3 separate regions of the Mus musculus genome follow, and regions 1 and 3 are each linked to region 2. A link is a contact called in public HiChIP or PLAC-seq and promoter capture Hi-C data. All regions are on one chromosome and are shown on one strand. Each heading gives the region's core, a stretch centred on a gene start, on an enhancer-like site or on the middle of the called end of the contact. The rest is flanking DNA. Distances are from core to core; before and after follow the strand shown. Region 1 has its middle 5.1 kb from the start of Gm35183. Region 2 holds the start of Ndufb8 (NADH:ubiquinone oxidoreductase subunit B8). Region 3 overlaps Scd3 (stearoyl-coenzyme A desaturase 3).

Region 1 (2,700 bases), core at 72-2,571, 290 kb after region 2:
AAAGTGTACTTATGTATAATAATAAATAAATCTTTAAAAACACACACACAAGTAAATCAATATCACTCTTTCCCTCCTGTGTGTCACTAGTTTTATGTCACCTTGACACAAGCTAGAATCATCGGAGAGGAGGGAGCCTTGGCTGAGAAAAATCTCTCCATAAGAACAATCCAAATGAAACTGAGTAAGAAATAAGCAAGGTGTGTGTGTGTGTGTGTGTATGTATGTATGTATATATACACATATACACATATATACATACATATATATGTATACACACACACACACATATCTTTATGTTGGTGGACAGAGGTGCCTTAAATTGGGTCCCACAGTGTATGCTGGTGACAGGCCTCTTCAGGGGACTTCTTGGTGCCGGAGCTGGAGTGTGGTAAAGCGAGAACACCCACACGGAGAGAGAGAGACAGCCTGGTATGTGGTGTTCAACTCCACATTCAGTGAAGATGCACGTTTACTGAAAGGGGATTGCTAATGAGCTTCAGGGAAACTTCCTTCTGGAAAGGGCTAAAGTTTGGGGATGAGGATGGGGGTGGGGGTTGTGCCCACTACTTTTGGTCCTAGAAGTCTGACTGGTGTGAGGATTCTAAATTAAGAACTAATTTTCAAGGTTGTGGCGTATACCAAGGGTATGGCGTATATGTTAAGGCAAAGGGAAAGCCACACCGTCATCTTGTATTTGAGTGTTACTAGCTCGCTTTATAAACCCAGGTAAGTGGGCCTGGGGAGATGGCACCCACGTAACAGCATGACTTAAGTAGAAGCCCTTCTGCAGTCCCAGCGCTTGGAAGACTGAGTCTCTCTCTCTCTCTCTCTCTCTCTCTCTCTCTCTCTCTCTCTCTCTCTCTCTCTCTCTCACACACACACACACACACACACACACACGCGCGCGCGCGCGCGCGCGCCAGGGGCTAGCTGTAGCTAAGTTGAGCTGCAAGCATTCGAATCTTTCATCCCCGGTGACATCAGCCTGGAACGCTCTGGAACACTTGGCTGGCTTGCTTTCTCTCATGCTTTCACGACCCAGTCTTCCGTATGCTTTGCTGAGGTGGCACTCTGCCTCCTACGTGACCGCCTTGCCCTGCCCTGTTTAGTCTGCTCCCGCGACCTCCAACGCAGCGGAGGACCAGAGCCCACACCCAAGGTCTCTGCGTTCCTCCCTGGCGGAGAGGGAGGACTGGGGGGCGGGGGTGGAGGGTAGTTACAGCATCCCTTAGAAACTCCCTCAGCTCCAAACAGGAGGGCGACCGCAAGATGCAGGGGCACCTCCCGAACCAGAGGCGGCGCCTCCTGATGGGCGCGGACTCGGGCAGAGTCGCAGCGCGGCTGCTGATTGGCTGTGCGGAGTCAGGCGCTGTGGGCCGAGTGGACGGGTGTGACCCTGGGGGCTCTGAGTGATGGGCCGCGACTCGGGCGGCTCCCAGTGTTGACCTGGGTGTGGGCTGGCTGAGGGCCAGGGTAGGAGTGTGAGCACCGCCTGCGGTAGGGCAGCGATGCGGCCTATCGCGCAGTCGCTGCCCTCCTCCCCGGGATGCTCTGAGGGCTTTAATGGGGCATTCGCTCAGCACTAAGTGCTGAAGGACCGGAAGGACGGTAGTTTTGCTGGGGTTACAGGTATGCCTGAGGTGACCCCACAGAAAGTTAAATAGTTTATTACATACAAACAAATTAATCCTGGATATGTACACAAATCGAACCAAAGCAGATACCCAAATATTGGTGCGCAAATATTTGCAGCGCTTTTTACACTTGCCAAAAGGTGGAGCCAGCTCAGTTGTTGATCCGTCGATGAACTGGCTGAGGTAGACACTTTAAGTGCTTAGTAGGCAATACCAAGGAGTGGAGTATTACTTGAATGAAATGGGGACACCAAGGTATTGTTGAGGAGAAAGTCTTTACTCTAGAGGGAGAATACAGCCAGAGGCATCTGGAAGGGTCCAGAGCAGACTAAATATGGCCAGCAGAGAACCAGGCCATCGAGGAGGGAGAAAAGTGGAGAGCAAGAGAAAGAGGGACCCAAGGTGACCAAGACCCAAGAGGGCAACGAGGACAATGGCTAAAATAGCAGGGTTATATAGGAACGAGAAGCTTGGGGTCGGGGTCGGGGGAGCCCAAGAGTTGGGGAAGTTTAGGGTAGGGGCCAGGAGAGAGCGGAGAGGAATCTCAGGCACTGAGCCCCGAGATCAGCAGACGCTTTGATATGCTAATAGGCACCACAGGTGGCCAACTGTCTTGAGTTTTCTTTTGAACCTGACACCACTGATTTATGCTACACACTGGGTGATTGCCTGGCAAACCTTGCTGGGAGTGGGGGGTGGTAGCACATGTGGGTTATCAATTGTTTAACTCCCTATCCTTGAAGTACAAGGCAAGCGGGTACCTCCTAGGCCAGCACCGTTGGTTTTTTTTTGTTTTTTGTTTTTGCTAAGGGTGGGGAAAAGTTGGCTTGTGGCTGATAAGATTAGGTGTCACTGGCAAATGGTTTTAAGAGTTTTGGGTGATGAACTGTTGTAGAGGGCCTTGGTGGCCAGTCTGATTGACAGAGCTAGTTCTAAGACAGCCAAGGAAGGCTACAACAAAGAAACTCTGTCCTGAAAAACCAAAAACCAAAAAAACCAAAAACCAAAACCAAAAACCAAAAGAAGAAGAAGAAGAAGAAGAAGAAGAAGAAGAAGAGGAAGA
Region 2 (2,700 bases), core at 187-2,686:
GAAGTAGAGGAATATGCTAATTGGTATGAGATTTCTCTGGGGCAGTGATGAAATGTTTTAGATCTAGATAGAAGTAATAGTCACACACGTTTGTAATATACACTTAAAAATCATTATACACTTCTCCCCCACCCCACCCCCGCCACAGTCTCACATAGCCCAGATATGCCTTAGACTCATTATGTAGCCCAGGCTGGCCTTAACTCCTGATTTTTTTTTTTTTTGTCTTCATTTCTCAAGTGTTGACTTTACAAAAGGCATATACCATCACATAAGAGTACACTGTGGGGCTGGAGAGATGTCTCGGGGGTTAAGAGTACTGGCTGTTCTTCCAGAGGACAGAGGATCCAGGACCAGCGTTCAATTCCCAGCACCTGAATGAAGGCCAACAATCCACGGTAACTGTGGATTCTTTGAAACTCCAGTTCCAGGGGGATCTGCTGCCCTTTGGTCTCCTCCACTACCACATGCATGTGGAGTGCAAACACACATGTGGGCAAAACACCCATACATATAATTTTCTTCTTAAAAAAGAATATGCTATGTTCTATATAAACAATATAAAAAAAAAACAAATGAATAACCTATACCAACATTGCTTTTAAGCAACATGAGATCAGGGTTTGCTATTAGTTAAATGCAGATGCTGTCAAATTAATTCTGATGATGTCTAATGATACTACAAGAGGATAAAATGCACTGCAGTAGGCCTCCCCAAATCTATATGTTGAATAGTACACGCCTGTGTTTGTCGATCTGGTATACATTTGAGAAGGGATTCTATTACAGTAATTGTGTCTAAAGAGTTGATGGAAATACGTGCATACTCAAAATGTGTAATATATCCAAACCCTACTTGTACAAATAAAACGAAAACTTAATAGTATGCAAACATGTCTCCCAGTCTGTGTTAAGAGTTTGTTAATTATGGTCTTTCTGTTTGAAATCTGTTTTTTTTTTTCCTGAAAAATGGGAGGTTTGGGGCTGGGTCAGGCGAGCCGCCTCCAGTAATCGGCTTGGTTTTTGTATTTGTTGGGTTGAGGTGATTGAGACATTTAGATGAACTGAGACAACTTTGAGTATATAAGGAAAGAGATTTGGAGAAAGGATCAAACAAAACCAAGAGCTAAATGTGAAAAAGGACTGTGTGTGAGGACAGAAGGCTGGTTTTACTTTGCACAGCGGTCTGAGATATTCGGCTGGCGCAGCCCCGAAAGGGCCTCAGTCGGTTGAAGGCGAAAAGGAATACAGTAACTTGCAATATCAAGTAAGCAGTAGCTTTGTTTTCTCTCCTTGCTGTCTGTCCTGGCACCTCATCAGCCGCTCACCGTCCAGGCTCTACAGCATATTTAAATAAAGCCCGCCCAGCTTGATGCCGGGACTTCTGCGCTGGCTTCGGAGATCGCCGTTTGGCCCGACTCAGCCACCGTGACCCGCTTTTGCGCATGTGCAGAGTGAACCGCGGAGAAGGTGAAGATGGCTGCCGCCCGGGCTGCGGCCCTGGGAGTCCGATGGCTGCAGAGGACAACCCGGGGCGTGGTGCCACTGGAGGCACGGAGAGGTCTGCACGGTGTGGGAAGCGGGTGCCTGAAGTTTACTGCTTCGGGATGGAGGCATCCTTGGGACGGTGGCGGAGGTGTCCTGGCTGGGGGTAAGGGGTGGGAGGTCGCGGTGGATTCGTGTGCCCAAAGAAGGGATACAGGGTTGCTGTAGTCCGGCAAGGTGCGAAACGACAGCCTCTGCAGTCACTGCGGCTTAGTCCTTTCTGGGTGGGCGCCTAAAGCACCGTGTCCATCTGACCTGCATCCCTCTGCGTCCAGCCTTCCATATGACCAAGGACATGTTGCCGGGGTCATATCCTAGGACCCCAGAGGAACGCGCCGCGGCCGCCAAGAAGTATAACATGCGAGTGGAAGACTACGAGCCATACCCCGATGATGGCATGGGGTGAGTGAGGTAGAGGACTCGGGTCAGGAGCGGTGAAGGCGGTTGGATTGGGTGGTGCGACCCAGGCGTTTTCTCCCGGATCCTTGTAGTGACCCCTCAGAGTCATTAGTGCGGGTGCTTTTCTAGGTTGGGGGAGGTGGGAGTGGGTGGCTGAGCCGCTGCAGCCGAGAAGACTTCCATTTTTTTTGCTTGGCTCAGGCTGTTTGCTCAAATGAGGAAGCCGAGGTTATCATAGCTCCCTCGAGGACTCCAGAATAGTGAGATTCTTCCATGGCTCCATCCAGAGCACTGCGTTTCATTTAGATTGAGCATCTGCTGGGCTCAGGTGCTGACCAGGCGGGAGCTGGACCCCTGTCCTGAGAACCTTGCTGAGGTTGGGGTACTCTATATTTGTGTATGTCTGGCTTTTTTGGGGGAGGGGGTTGTTTGTTTGTTTTTTGCCATTAGGCATATGAAAATGTCACTGATGGTTAAGCAGATTACACTCCATGTCAGCCTTCATTCTTCAGTTGGTGTTAGTCCCTTCTGGCCCTCTATCTATCCCCTGTAACAAAGTTAATTATGAATAGTGGTTAAACATCATCGTCACTTCCTGTGTTAGCATTTTTCTTTTCTTTTTATTTTCCAATCATTTTTTTGACACGTGTCCAGTTTCCATTGTCTGTTTTTTACTTTGTTGTGGACTAGAACAGCCTGGGCAGTAGTCTGTATAAGGTGACCTTGGATTTTTAGGGGGGAAAACCAAGTTAAGGG
Region 3 (2,700 bases), core at 160-2,659, 330 kb after region 2:
TTCCCTCATTCTCTAGGTCTTTGGATATAGGATCCAGAATATGGAAAATACTTTGGCCACCCTTCAGGTATATGCCTGCCCCTCAGTTGAAGACCCTGACTTGCAGGGGACATGGTGTGTGCTTTTGTGATATGTGGGGCGATAAAGCATTAGCTTCCTGGGTAACTGATAAAGATAAGTATATTCAGCCACAGAAGGTTGAGTCAGTCTAGAAAACTTGGGAAGACCAACCCCACTCAAATTAAGATAAAAATGATACAAATGATTTATGAGATACAGGGTAGATTTGGGGGCTCCTCCTTTATGCATCTGGTAATGACCCTGGGATGATATTCACCATCCAGAGAGTCCAGGTCACTAGGAACAGGGTCTTAGACATCAGTGGTTCCAAGAGAATGTTAATGCCCTCTCCCTGTCCTAGAAAGGACAAGGTCTCTCTGCTTATATAAGATATCGGTCTCAGTACCTGCAACACCGTAATAATGTACAGATGCTAATGCAGGAGTTTCCCCTTACTCTTTAGTACCGCCAAAAGGCACTTGGTTTGCTTGTGCCTTGGCACTGACCCCCTGTATCAGTCCCTTTAGCATCACTGAAACTTCTGAATTTTGCATACTTGTACATCTGTAGCCTCTGGTACAGTATTATCCTGGAGAAGGAGGTTAGGGACACCTGGGACTTCTACACCATTCCCAGATGGCCAGGGCAGTGCCAACACTAATAATGCCTTTCCTAAAAAGCATGAGCATAGCAAGACCTACCAGCATGAGAGAAGCAACACTTATGAAGGGAGATCAAAATGTCAAACATTTAAGCCAACAAAGACTGATATAAAAGTTTGTCCTCCTGGCCTCAGAAAAGAATTTTTTTTTCTGAGACAGGGTTTCTCTGTGTAGCCCTGACTGTCCTAGAACTCACTCTGTAGACCAGGCTGACCTCAAACTCAGAAATTTGCCTGCCTCTGCCTCCCAAGTGCTGGGATTAAAGGCATGCGCCACCACGCCCAGCATCAGAAAAGAAAAATTTTGAGTCAATGATTTGACTCATTGGGACAGCTCAAAAAAGGGTGGAATGCTATGGTTTGACACCTCCCCCTCCAAGCATAGCTGTAGCCATTTTGTACCATGCCTGTCAGCTATTTCATATTGTTGCTGTAACATGCCTGCCAGATACACAGAAGTGACTTGGCTCAAGGACATACTGACCACATACTGTTTTGTTCTGTATGTTCTGAATGTGCGGTATGAGTTTTGCTAATCTTAAGAAATTCCACAAAGCTTTGTGTAGGACCCATCAAATCAAAGGACAATTTGAACTGTTATGTCTGAAATCACTTGAGTCAGAGCTGACCACCCGGCAGTACTTCCTGTGTGTGAACTCACTGTGGCTTTTGTGGTTTTATCCTTTGTGAGCTGACAGGAAAAGATATCTGTTGTCATAGTTCTGATAATTCTGGGCTCTGTTCCTGATCTGACCAGTATTAAAGTGCAGTCAATAACTATTCTGAGTAGTTAACTGAGATCAGTGTTCACGCCGTTTGTGTGGCGATGTCTGAACACCAACAGTCTCTAGCTATTTACTATCCTGGTAAGTATGTTGATGAAGTTAAAAGCTAAGTGTTCATGCAGGGTCCGAGCACTGATCCAGTCTCAGCTGTATCATACATTTCATAGGAATGCAGCACTCCAACTCAAAGCCTACAAGATCAGTCTCTCTAATGCGGAGTGGACACTGGGTGTACCCATCTGTTGCTCAGATTGGTAGAACTAGGAGGTGGGACTGAGGCCTTGTTAGTACCTAAAGGCCATCTGGAAACCATAGAACCTCTGCGGCTACAGAACTTAGCTGAGATTGGAGATACCAAACATTGCACAAACTGCTATGTGTCCCTCTGTATCAAGAGTTAACGGTTTTCTAAGTGGTCTCTTTCCTCCTCTCTTCTGCCTCCTGTGTGTCATCTGGTCCTTCTATAGGACCTCAGGACAACCATAGAGATGGTGTCTGCCCTAGGGAAGGGCTGACCGTATCCTTCTGAACTGGGATGAGGCCTCAGATGGTTTGCAGCCTCTGACTCAGTGGTGACTGGGGTCTTCCCATGAAGAGGATCTAACTGTACCTGGACAGAGAAGCCAGTGGAGGGCAAACCCTGACGTCACAGGAGGAAAGGGAAGGAAGGCTTAAAGCAGAGCCAGAGTACCAAGAAAAGTGTCCGAATCTGCTCCACACTGCAGATCACCAAGGCGCATTGGCTCCAGAGTACAGACAATGCTATCTTAACAGGGGTGCTGGAGTGACAGTCCTCGTGACATGGAGTCATGATCTTATTCTGCCAATTGCTTTGGTCACGAAGGTTGTATTAGTCAGGGTTCTCTAGAGTCACAGAACTTATGGATAGTCTCTAGATAGTAAAGGAATTTATTGATGACTTACAGTCGGCAGCCCAATTCCCAACAATTGTTCAGTCGCAGCTGTGAATGGAAGTCCAAGGATCTAGCAGTTACTCAGTCTCACGCAGCAAGCAGGCGAAGGAGCAAGGGCTCGAGCTAGACTCCCTTCTTCCAATGTCCTTATATTGTCTCCAGCAGAAGGTGGAGCCCAGATTAAAGGTGTGTTCCACCACACCTTTAATCCCAGATGAAAGGCGTAGCCCAGATTAAAGGTGTGTTCCTTAAACTCGGAGATTCAATCTTCTGGAATTCA

The links. Promoter capture Hi-C pulls out the DNA fragments that hold promoters and counts their contacts. HiChIP or PLAC-seq counts read pairs in DNA pulled down with a chosen protein or histone mark.
Region 1: a promoter capture Hi-C map of fetal liver shows a contact between it and region 2, with 2.2 times the contacts expected there. The contact joins the enhancer-like site here to the promoter of Ndufb8 in region 2. A contact is called at or near these places in 6 of 39 promoter capture datasets (the 3T3-L1 cell line, fetal liver, hippocampal neurons and 2 more), 2 of 484 Hi-C or Micro-C datasets (CD4 T cells and the N1E-115 cell line), 5 of 115 datasets of contacts at active chromatin or transcription factors (embryonic limb bud, embryonic stem cells, extraembryonic endoderm stem cells and 2 more) and 3 of 9 other capture datasets (adipose tissue, liver and pancreatic islet).
Region 3: a contact with region 2 is called in a FOXA1 HiChIP or PLAC-seq map of pancreatic cancer cells. The contact joins the enhancer-like site here to the promoter of Ndufb8 in region 2. A contact is called at or near these places in 4 of 39 promoter capture datasets (the C10 cell line, cranial neural crest, liver and 1 more), 1 of 15 datasets of contacts at CTCF or cohesin (the NIH/3T3 cell line) and 5 of 115 datasets of contacts at active chromatin or transcription factors (craniofacial prominence, embryonic forebrain, forebrain and 2 more).

The regions. Positions count from the first base shown.
Region 1 is chr19:44,265,767-44,268,466 of GRCm38.p6, reverse strand. No RefSeq gene overlaps it. Among named protein-coding and RNA genes, the nearest start is that of Gm35183, 5.1 kb to the left of the region's middle. Within about 2 kb of position 1,321, at least 306 of the 459 cell types and tissues checked have an H3K27ac peak or open chromatin away from gene starts, as enhancers often do. A contact at or near this core is called in the N1E-115 cell line, adipose tissue, embryonic limb bud and 8 more, where this site is marked.
Region 2 is chr19:44,554,178-44,556,877 of GRCm38.p6, reverse strand. Ndufb8 (NADH:ubiquinone oxidoreductase subunit B8) reads left to right here and starts at 1,436. Exons shown (of 5, transcript NM_026061.3): 1 at 1,436-1,561; 2 at 1,821-1,947. The coding sequence starts at 1,477.
Region 3 is chr19:44,224,595-44,227,294 of GRCm38.p6, reverse strand. The region is part of intron 2 of Scd3 (stearoyl-coenzyme A desaturase 3); the gene reads right to left. It also overlaps a transcript of Pkd2l1 not described here. Among named protein-coding and RNA genes, the nearest start is that of Scd3, 23 kb to the right of the region's middle. Within about 2 kb of position 1,409, at least 39 of the 459 cell types and tissues checked have an H3K27ac peak or open chromatin away from gene starts, as enhancers often do. A contact at or near this core is called in the NIH/3T3 cell line and pancreatic cancer cells, where this site is marked.